3 separate regions of the Sus scrofa genome follow, and all the other regions are linked to region 3. A link is a contact called in public Hi-C and HiChIP or PLAC-seq data. All regions are on one chromosome and are shown on one strand. The core of a region is the stretch at or near the end of the contact, and the rest is flanking DNA. Distances in the headings are between cores, read along the strand shown. Region 1 holds the start of NFATC1 (nuclear factor of activated T-cells, cytoplasmic, calcineurin-dependent 1). Region 2 has its middle 18 kb from the start of NFATC1. Region 3 has its middle 70 kb from the start of NFATC1.

Evidence for each region. Hi-C and Micro-C count contacts between places; a contact is called where the count stands out from the background. HiChIP or PLAC-seq counts read pairs in DNA pulled down with a chosen protein or histone mark.
Region 1: an H3K27ac HiChIP or PLAC-seq map of skeletal muscle shows a contact between it and region 3. The contact joins the promoter of NFATC1 here to the enhancer-like site in region 3. A contact is called at or near these places in 2 of 5 promoter capture datasets (fetal skeletal muscle and liver), 13 of 47 Hi-C or Micro-C datasets (embryonic fibroblasts, fetal liver, fetal skeletal muscle and 4 more) and 2 of 2 datasets of contacts at active chromatin or transcription factors (alveolar macrophages and skeletal muscle).
Region 2: a contact with region 3 is called in a Hi-C map of skeletal muscle, with 4 times the contacts expected there. The contact joins two enhancer-like sites. A contact is called at or near these places in 4 of 47 Hi-C or Micro-C datasets (embryonic fibroblasts, fetal liver, retroperitoneal adipose tissue and 1 more) and 2 of 2 datasets of contacts at active chromatin or transcription factors (alveolar macrophages and skeletal muscle).

Annotation. Positions count from the first base shown.
Region 1 is chr1:146,001,394-146,004,933 of Sscrofa11.1, forward strand. It overlaps NFATC1 (nuclear factor of activated T-cells, cytoplasmic, calcineurin-dependent 1), which reads right to left and starts at 1,504. Exons shown (of 10, transcript NM_214161.1): 1 at 1,309-1,504. The coding sequence starts at 1,405.
Region 2 is chr1:146,019,741-146,022,920 of Sscrofa11.1, forward strand. No RefSeq gene overlaps it. Among named protein-coding and RNA genes, the nearest start is that of NFATC1, 18 kb to the left of the region's middle. Within about 2 kb of position 1,556, at least 11 of the 83 cell types and tissues checked have an H3K27ac peak or open chromatin away from gene starts, as enhancers often do. A contact at or near this core is called in skeletal muscle, where this site is marked.
Region 3 is chr1:145,931,740-145,934,992 of Sscrofa11.1, forward strand. No RefSeq gene overlaps it. Among named protein-coding and RNA genes, the nearest start is that of NFATC1, 70 kb to the right of the region's middle. Within about 2 kb of position 1,837, at least 20 of the 83 cell types and tissues checked have an H3K27ac peak or open chromatin away from gene starts, as enhancers often do. A contact at or near this core is called in embryonic fibroblasts, fetal liver, fetal skeletal muscle and 2 more, where this site is marked.

The DNA of each region.
Region 1 (3,540 bases), core at 254-2,753, 69 kb after region 3:
CACAACGAAGAGGTCAGGAGTCAGTCACACGTCCCCCTCGCGCCTCTCTCAAAGACATTTGCTGAATGGACTGAAAAGGGGGCTGGATACCAAGGGAGAAAGTCTTTTGGTGTAAACAAGTCCGGAAGCCGGGATCTGCCACAGATAGCCAGTCCCGAGCAAGTGCAGAAGGCCTCCACTTCCGGCCCCAGATCTGTTCAGACAACTGCTTTTCTCTCCCACCCTCGCCACCATGGTCCCCACTGACCCAAAGGCCTGGAGACGCACAGCCAAGGAAGAGGAAAAGGAAGACACTGGGGGGGCACGGGTTCAGGCAGCCTTAGCCTGGTTGGAACATTTATTTTTTTATAAACAAGCAAGACATTACACTTTTAAAAGAAGGGCGGTGAATGATATGGAAAATATTATACAGTCACTGCAGAAACGGGCGCCTGCCGGTGCCAAGTGTGCTGGGCTCAGCTTCACCATTTCACCGCCACGTGGGGAGGGACAGAGAGAAGATCTTGAAGACAGAAACAGAAAGGAGGCCCACAAGGGACAGAAGAGACAGGTGTGGGGAGAGCCAGGCTGCAAGGAGGGGGCTCCTGGTCCCCTTCACTCACTCGGGGTGGCCGGTGGCCGCAGGCCCAGACTGAGTCTTCCGGTGAAAGTGGGGGTGATTGCTCAATGGTTCTTTCTTTTTCAAAAGCCTGCACCCTGGGGGGCCGGAGGAGTCCTTTATCTGTTGTTTGTTTAGGGGAACTTTTATTTTTTGACAGAGAAGAGAAAATTAAAGAAAGAACAGTGTGGCACCCTTGGGGGTCCAAGGTCTCAGAGGCTAGCTCCACTGTACCATCTCTTGATGGAGAGAGGCTTTGCCCTGAGGACACGGGGAGCAAGAGGGGGAAGTCTTGGGGGCCTCATGGGCCAGACACACTCTATCCTTTGGCTTGAGCAACACCCCACCCTAAAGAGAAGGCCCCTCCTGCGGGAATGTGGTCAGGACTCCGCTCTAGTGCAGCCCTGAGTCTTCCTACATGGCTGGGGGGGCCGACCCCAAGGGGGCCTCCCCCACCACTCCCACTCGCCCCTCAACCTGACCTGTTTTAATCCGGCGAAGGGTAGGGCGGTGGGGAGACTTTGGGCGCTGCCCCGACCCCGGGGCCGCGGACCTGGGTGCCGCGGAGGTGTGGGGACGGGAGAGGGGGTGCGCCCCGGGCAGAGGGGCAGGGGCCCGGCGCGCCTCCAGGCCGGCCCCTCCCCACCCGGAACCTACCCGCCCGACCCCCGCGCCCCCAGTCCCTGCGCCCCCGCCTCGCGCGGACCCACCTGCGGTGGCCCCGGCCGCGGCGGCGCCCTCGTCGCTCTGGTTAAACTCGAAGAGGAAATCAAAGTCGAACTCCTGGTCCTCCTCCAGCCCCGTCATGGTGGGTCGGGGTCGAGGGTCAGGAGGTCAGGGTCGGGGTCGGAGTCCGAGGTCAGGGGGCTAGGGTCGGGGTAGAGGGTTGGGATCCGAAACCTAGGGCAGGGGTCCCAGGTCAAGTTCAGGGTTGGATTCAGGGTCTTAAGTCTTGGCGGGGATCCGGTACCTGGTCCGGGTCCCGGGTCGGGCTCTGGGCTGGAGTCGGGTGAGCTCCGGAGTCTGGGCTCAGGGCGTGGTCGGGGTCCCGGGTTGGGTCAGGTTGGGGTCTAGTATGGGGGTCGGGGTAGAGATCCGGTATTGGGGTCAGAGTTCCGGGCAGGGGTCCCGGGCCAGGATCCCAGGTTGGGGTCCGGGATGGGGTCGGGGTCCCCGGCCAGGACCCCGGCGTGGGGTCGGGGTCAGGATCTGGGTTGAGGTCCGGTCGGGGTCCAGAGTCGGGTCCCCGGCCGCGGGCACCTGTGGTCGCGCCGCCCCGGGCTCGGCTGCGCCCTGCGCTCGGCCGCGCGTCCTCGGGTAACGTGACTCCCGCCCGCGCCCCTCCCCCCGGCCCTCCCCCGCCGCGCCCCTCCCCCCGCTGTTTCCGGGTTTACATAAACAAGCCGCTCGCCGGTCGCCGGCTTCCGAGTTTTAAATAAACTCTCCCCGCCAGCCCGAGCGCACGCCTCTCACTAGTGTCCCGGCTCTGGGCAAGCCCTTCCCACCCGCGCCCGGGGACCCCCAGGCGGCTCTTGGGGTCGACAGCCCCACTGCGAGCGAGACCCTAGAGTGCGCCCCGCCCCCTGAGTCTGCGCTGGGGTGGGGGGGATAGACGTGCGCCGGAGGCGGGGGCGTGGGGGGGGCACACGGAGTCTGGCCACTTCCGTCCGCCCCGGGGCCTGAGCGCCCCTGCGGCCCGAGCCGGGTGGGCAGGAGCTGGGGCAAGACAGCCGGCGGTCGACAACCCCCCTCCCCGCCTCCGGCAGACTCGCCCCGCTGGGAGCTCTTCGTGAAGCGCGCTGCCCCGACCCCGGTCCGGGGGAGGCGGGCTCGCTTGCCTCACCCGCAAACAGGCGCAAAGATCAATACCTGCGTCCCAATGAGCTGCTGACGCTGCCCCACTCCTACTGAAGGTGCCTAAAGGGGCCTCCTGCCGGCCAGGCCCCTTCTAGGAGCGGATCGGCCCGACTGGGCTGCTGCCTAGTTTGCAGCGCGCACGTCCTGCCGGAGCCCGGCAGCCTGGGCCCGGAGAGGAATTCCCTGGTAGCAGGGCTCGCTATCCAAGGAGCACTGGATTCCCCAACCAGCTGCAGAAGAGCAATGAACACAGAAAACACCGTTTTCCAGCCCCCACAGTTAAAGATGCCCAAAAGGGTCAGGAAAATGCGAGGCTCCTAAGAACCCACAACGCTGTCGCCTTTACATATGGAACCGGTGCTGCCGCTCACGCCTGGCCACGTGTACGCGCGGCCTTTTACTTGCAGTCTGGTGCCTAACTGGCAACCTCCTTTTTTGTAACGCGTTCTGTTTAGTCCTTCAACTTCCTGAAACACCGTACAAACGCCTGTGCGCACAGGTGGCCTGCCAGTCATCCGTGAGTGACTCCAAAGCTTTCACGAGTTGAGCGAAAATAGGAAGAGCGGGTGGGGGGTAAACCCAAGGCCAAGGCAGAGAGCAGCTCTGCAGCAAAGAAGGTATACAAGCCAGGCCCGGCTGAGCACCAGCCCTATCCATCTTCTTTCTCCTAGCTGTTTGTTCTAACTTCCCCAGGGTCTTGGCACCCCAGGAAACCAGTATCTGGATAGCAAGAGAATGATGGCCAAGGCCCCTGTGTGAAACCGAGGATCATGCAAGTAGGGGGAGTGGAGCAGGAAAGGAGGAGGGCCGCAGGAGTGTCCATTTTTGCAACTCTGCTGCTAATCAAAAGGTGTCCTCTGCTCTATCCTGCAGGCCCGCTGCCCCCCCCCCAACACACACACCCAGGGTATTGCTTTTTCCAGAAGCAGATATAACCTGTGAGCCACATGACCACCCCCCTAAAAAATTTTTTCCTCTCATGACCCTTTTCAAATGGCTGCTTTTCTCCAGTGATAAACTATAGTTCACTTTGGCCTGATTTAGTTTCTAATAATAGTTCTAACTTTGAGATGTATGTTGGAGGG
Region 2 (3,180 bases), core at 306-2,805, 88 kb after region 3:
GGACAGCCCCTTGGTCTCTGCTGGGGGGTGGGGGTGAGTGGGGGAGAGGCTCCGCTGTGGTGGGGGATGTCACCATGACCCAGGAATCCTTCTCACGGGGCCCTGTGTTTTGGCTTCTGGGTGCGTGCCTCCCAGGCCGGTTTGAGTTTAGCCTTTTCTTCCTCTGCTCAGAAGTTGTGTCTGCTCTCTGGCCCCTGGAGCTCCAAAGCCCTGCCCAGGCCTCAGCCCGGAGCCTTTTGGCCTCGAACCCAGCTCTCCCTCCAGACCCAACCAGCCACTGCACCAGGGGACAGATGGCAGAGCTCAGGCAGCTGGAGGAGGGGGACAAGGGGCGATGTAGGTCCTGGCCTCCTTGCAGGGGTGCCCGCCTCCCTGGAAGTGGACACCACATGTCCCATGGTGGCCAGTGGCCCTTGGTGGGAGCCTCAATGGCCTGGGACCAAACCCAGATGCTGCTGGCAGAGAGGACAGGTGGTGACCATCCACATCCACGAGTGTCCTTGAAGGGCCCTGCCACACGCAGGACTCAGCTTCTGTGGCCTCCTGGGAGCCAGGATCCTGATAGCCACCAGCAGAGCAGTCCTGTGGCCCCTGTCCAGGTCGACTTTAGGGGAACAGACCTTCAAAATGCTGAAAGCATTTGTCTTCAAGGACTGTGCCACTCAGGCTTCATCAGGGCAAGTGTGGGGGCCTCTGCCTCGAGGGTCCCACATCCTCAGGGACCTTGCAGGGACCTGGCTGGCATCCCCCTTTCCAGCTGAGGCCAAGAGGTGAGGGTGGGTGGGCCTGGAAGCCATTTCCAGGAACAGAGTTGGAAAACAGCATAGGGGTGGCGGGTTCCTCTGTCTTTAAAATCATGTAGCTATAAAATTTGGAAAATTCTGCTATTGAGTGTTTTTAGATTCAGGAAAAGGGATACAAGATCCGGTCCTTCTGGGCCCCCCGGTTCCGCTCAGCCACTGTCTGAGACTTAAGGACAGAACCTTCCAGACTCACCTGGAGCCTTCCTCCATCAGGAAGGGGGCTGTGGCCCAGGATGGGCGGGGGAGGTGGGGCCGGCTGGCAGGTCTCCCTGAAGGGATTAGGAGCCACATGGCTGTTCACAGGGGAAGGCGCCACGTATATCCAGACGTCCGTGGGTGCAGGCAGGTTATTCCAGGTGACAAAGTCCAGGTCCTCGGGGAACCACACTTTCTGCACTGTTCCAGCCCAAGGAGACAGACACCCTGATTCCTCAGCAAAGAGGAAGCAGCCTGGACCTGCTGCTGCCACGCCGCATTTCTGAGCTTCCAGCACCGCCTTCTGGAATCGCCTGCAATTACAGCTGCTGCCAGTGGCCAAGGCGTTTCCTGTTTATTGGTGCCTGCAGGAGCTGGAGGAGCAGGGCCTGCTTGGTCCCAAAAAACCCGCGACCTGGGGCCATCAGGAAAGTAGCTATGGCACCCCCTTCCTCGGGTCACCAATTGGTGTCACCTGCCTGTTTTGCCCTGGGCCCATCCCAGCCCCACTCCAAAACTCAGGCCACATGCTCCTTGCCCAGCTCCCCACGGCCAGAACATAGGGACACTAGGACAGATGAGGATTTAGTGGAGAGTCAGGGAACCCAGCACAGCCCCTCCTGTGTGGACGCCAACTGCTCCAAGTGGAAAATGATTCCAAGATAAGGAGCTTTGGGAGAGAACATGCAGGAAGGTCCCACCAGGGTATGGACCTGCCCAGACTGGTGGGCGGCCTCCCAGCAGTCCAGGCTTGGCTGTGAGGGGGACACAGGACTGTCCAGAACAGGTGTTAAGGGAGCTGAGGGCTTGGCAGCTGCAGGCCTTGCGGGGTGGACCTGGCCACGGGGCCAGGCAGAGCTGGGAAGGACCCCTCCCACCTTGGACTGAGGACACTCCAGGCCTGCCCTGCGGCCCCCTCGCCAGGAACGGCATGCGTGGTCGCCTTGGAGAGGTGGCGCTTCAGGGGAACAAAGCCTGACCCTGGCCTGAGGGCACTGGTGACCCTATCCCCCCATGTCCCCCCAGATCTTACCTGCATGGGGTGGGGATGTAGCCACGGGCCAGGTCACTTAAAACTTCACAGAGGCCAAGTCTCTCCCCCTCCTTCATTGTTGGTCTAGGGTTTTCTTAGGTGTCAGATGACACCTGACATCACTGTCCCAGGATGGGGACACGTCCAAGCACTGGGCCCTGGGTACTGAGGTCACCCAGGGGGCTCGTGTCATGAACTGGGAGGCCCACAAGACAGCGACCCCTGAACTGTGGTCCAGCCAGGCTGAGCGCCCGGAATGTGGCTGCGTTCCTGGGGTTGGTGGCACCACCCACCTGAGAACCTGATTCTAGGCCAGGCTCCTCACACTTGCCATCCACGTTGCATCAGTCATGTCTCCTGACCACCCAGCTGAGTGTCCTCTACTGCCTGTGAACATGTACAGACCCACACACACCCTCCCACTGACCTTGACCTCATGTTTCTCTGCCTTTATCACACTTGCGGAGGACAATTTCTCTCTCTGCGTGAAATGTCCAGGGACTTCTCAGGGCAATGGGGCTGGCACAGCCTGAGCCCTCCTCACCCGCCACCTCTTCCCCCACCGTATCAGTTCTCCCAGAGTCCCCTCTGGGGCTGAGCAGTAGCTGCTCCCTTAGGATGCAGGTCCATGCAAACCAGTGGCTCTGAGAGGTGCTGCAACAGCGACACCTTGTGGGGGGTGGAGGAACGGCCACCAGGAAAGGTCCAGGTGGGCCAAGGAGCAGATCCTCTGCCCACCTCCATCTGCGGCTTGGGGGGGCCTGGGAGGAGCTGGTGTGGGACCACAGACCCACAGCCTGGAGCAGCCCTTGGGTGGAGAAGCCCAAAGTGCCCAGAGACTCCCCATCCCCTGGGAGAGCAGGTGCCCCGAGAGTCAGCCCCAGAGCCGCCCCGGGTTGTCCACAGCACAGCAGCCTGTGCCCCAGCCGGGAGACAAGGCAGGCTTCCCACCCAACATCAGGGAGGCGCGTGGTGATGACTGAGTACCAGGCAGTGGCATATGGACATGGAGTGGCTGGGAGTCTAAGGGTGACATTACAGATGTAAAAGAAGCAGGCTCAGAAACAGGCTTGGCCAACAGTGGGGCCTGAGCAGCATGTGGCTACAGTGCATACTCATCTCTCTGTGCCACGTGGCTTCTGTGGGCCT
Region 3 (3,253 bases), core at 587-3,086:
TTTTGGGGAGTGCTGACTCACCATGTTTCTCCCTCTATCTGCCTGTCTCCAGTCCACCTTGAGCTACTGAAAGTGCCTCATGTAGGAGTTCCCCAGTAACTAGCAGTTAAAGGATCCAGTGTTGTCACTGCTGTGGCTTAGGTTTGATCCCTGGCCCAAGAATTTCTGTATGCTGTGGGCACAGCCAAAAAAAAAAAAAAAAAAAAAAAAAAAAAAGGGCCTCGGTTAATAACCAGAGATTCTCTGATGAAGAAAAAACACACCACCCTTCTCTCGCTTGCAACTCACACTTGCTCACACTAGACTTCTGCACAAGAATCTTTGCTCTCTGCACTTCTAGTGCGTAGAAAAGTTCAACAATCCAGCTAAGCCTTGGTAGAACAAAAAGACTGTGTTGAAATCAGAGCTGGCAGAGCTGGTGTCTGTGATTCTGTCACTCACCAGCCGTGAGTCTGCGCAAATAGAACAACATTCCTCTCTAAGCTTCAGCCTCCTTCTTTGTAAGGTGGGGTCACATTGGCAGTTTTGCCCACCCACAGGATTGCTGTAATGCTGAATATGCAGAGACTGTATGTAAAAGTCACTCCGGCCATACAGCAGACTATGATTGCTGTTTGGGTTTTCCGTTTGTTGGTAATGATGTGTCACGTCAAAAAGGGACCACTTTTTCAGCTCTGATGGGAAGACATGACTCCAATACCAATCATCCATGCTCTCCTCTGCTGGACTTGACGGACAACCATGAGCCGGTCACTCTCTTTTCCTTGGGCGTCCACACAAAGAAGATACTTTTGTGCAGGAAGAGCGCTTAGAAGAGCCACAGCACTGGCTGTCCCCTTGCACGCCAGGTGGGGCCTGGCTTGAGTTACAGGGTCCTGGCCCTTTTGGGAAACACAGTCATCCAACACATGTAGACAGAGCCCTGCACTGCCCTGGCCACCACTCTCCCCTAAGAGATGCCCAGTCGATGGTCTGTCAGCTCTGGGCTTTTGAATGTGACTCTTAGGCTTCTGAAAACCCTTCTTTCTGGCTTCCTGTTCTGGGGACAGAGCATAGCAGTGTGCAATTTGCTGGCTCATAGATCTGAAAGGATCTGTCAAGTGCCCTTGTTCTTAAGTGAAGAGGCACTTTGAATGCACAGCATCAGAGAAAGAAAATACAGAGACTAGGCCAATGCTGTACAGTTTGGTCTGAAACAGCGACGGGGCTGAGTAATGTGCCTCCGGGAAGGCACATACCCCCCGCAGGAGGACACGGAGGGTGTTCGCACAGGCCTGACATGCGCACACAGTGCCACCTGACTATCCACAGACTCACCCGCAACATGAGGGTGCAAGCACCCCAAAAGCTCGTGCTGCAGCACGCACCCACATCTGAACAACCAGTTCCCTCCTTGGTCCTCGGCCACCGCCTGCTCGGCACTAAGTAGACGTTAGTGGCGGGACCTGTTCCAGCTCTTCCCTCTGTTTTCCCCGACGCCACCTGTTCTCTCCCTCAAATCAATATCAGAAAACTCCATTTAAAGAAGGAAATGAGCTAAGACTGGGATTAAGGGAGAAGGTTAATATTAGCTGAAAGCAAACCACCAAATTCCCAAGTGCAGAGAAAATAACTGGACTGCAGAAACCCTGATGAGAAGTTCAGAGCACCTGATGCTCATAGTCATGTCTACATGCGGCAACTGGGAGGTGCCCAGGGCCCAGACACCTAAGCTGCAGTGTCACATGAGCTGCAGGAGGATGGTGCTCAGACGTCACGGCCCAGAGAGCTGCGTCCCGGGGGGCCAAGTGCAGCACCCTATTTATAGAGGCCCTTACTCAGCGGACATCTCAGTGCCGCTGCTGGTCCACCTCTTCCTTCACACAGGGGCGGGTCCTAACGAAAGCACACACCCTCCAGGATAGCAGAAAGGCAGTGCCTGTTGCTCCCCCGGCAGCCTAAGGCTGGTCACCAGATCCTGCCCGTTACTGGCTGACACATGGGTTCATCTAGACCAGGACTAAGATACTCGAGCCAAAGTCTGCATATTGGTTTGAGCCACTTGGAGGCACAACATCCCTGGACACTGGGCTCCGTGTCTGGGCAGACAGACGCTGGCGTCTTGGGAGGCGCACGCGGGACGGCCCTCAGGAGTTGTGTGCATGGCTACATGCCCCCTCCCCTCGGCTGTGCAGCAGCCGCGTCCCCAGCACTAAGCCCAGCGCACTCGGGCGCTCTGACTCTTTCCATCACCACTAGGAACGGGGGAGGCCTCAGCCCTGGGCCTGGGGCCAGGTTAGTAAAACTTTCCATGAGGAAAGCTCCTGTTCTCGCCCAGAGCAGCCCCGGCTCAGGAAAGGAAGGGAGACTGTGGGGGACTCACTGCCAGACTCAGCAGACACGATCCTGGCTGCCTAGGCCCACCTGCTTGTTGTTTTAATGACATCTAGACTTCTGGAAACCTGAGAGCTTAGGGGGCGGGGGGGGGGGCACTGAAAGGGCTGATTGTGGCAGGGGCCGCGGGCAGGGGCGAGGGGGCCAGAGTGGAGGGACAGGGGCAGGGGCAGACATCTCGGGAGTGATTCCTTTGGTTGCAAAGCTCAAAGGGAAGGTCTCCGTTTCAGCCAAACAGAGCCCCCTTTACATAAATCCTGGAATAAACTCTGAGAGCTTCAGAGGCATTTACAGTGTGCTCTCAGCAAACATATATAAGCCGGAGCGTGTCCCATGGCCACAAGCCACTGTGTGCATATGCGTGCACTGCCCACATTTATATGGAAGTCAAGGACAGCTCGTCACCAGGAGGGGTGCTGCCCTGCTAGTGTGCAGGGCAGGTCAGAAAGCACGCGGGGAACTGGCTCACGGCATAGCTTTTATGACACGTTGAATCTAAACTTGAAATAAGTGAGGCCCATAAAGCTAAGTTTAAAAGAAAGGTACTCCGTGGCACTGCCACGATCAAGATGTCTTAAGCTTTATGAATACTGTTGAACCAAAGAATAACTTATAATTATAATTTTAATTTATAATTATAATAAAGTATAATGTATTATTAAATAAGTGATAATTGAAATTTATTTATGGGCTAAATATCTTTGAAAAACACCTGAGAGTAGAAACAGCTGAGGAACAAAGAAATCCTCTGAAGGAGGTGGGACTCATGTTGAGGCAAGTCCTGGGGCACCTGGATTGTTCCCTGGAGCTTGGAGGCATGGTCACTGACACCCTGAACAGAGGACCGTTTAGAGCACCGGCCACCACGGCAGCTCTCTGT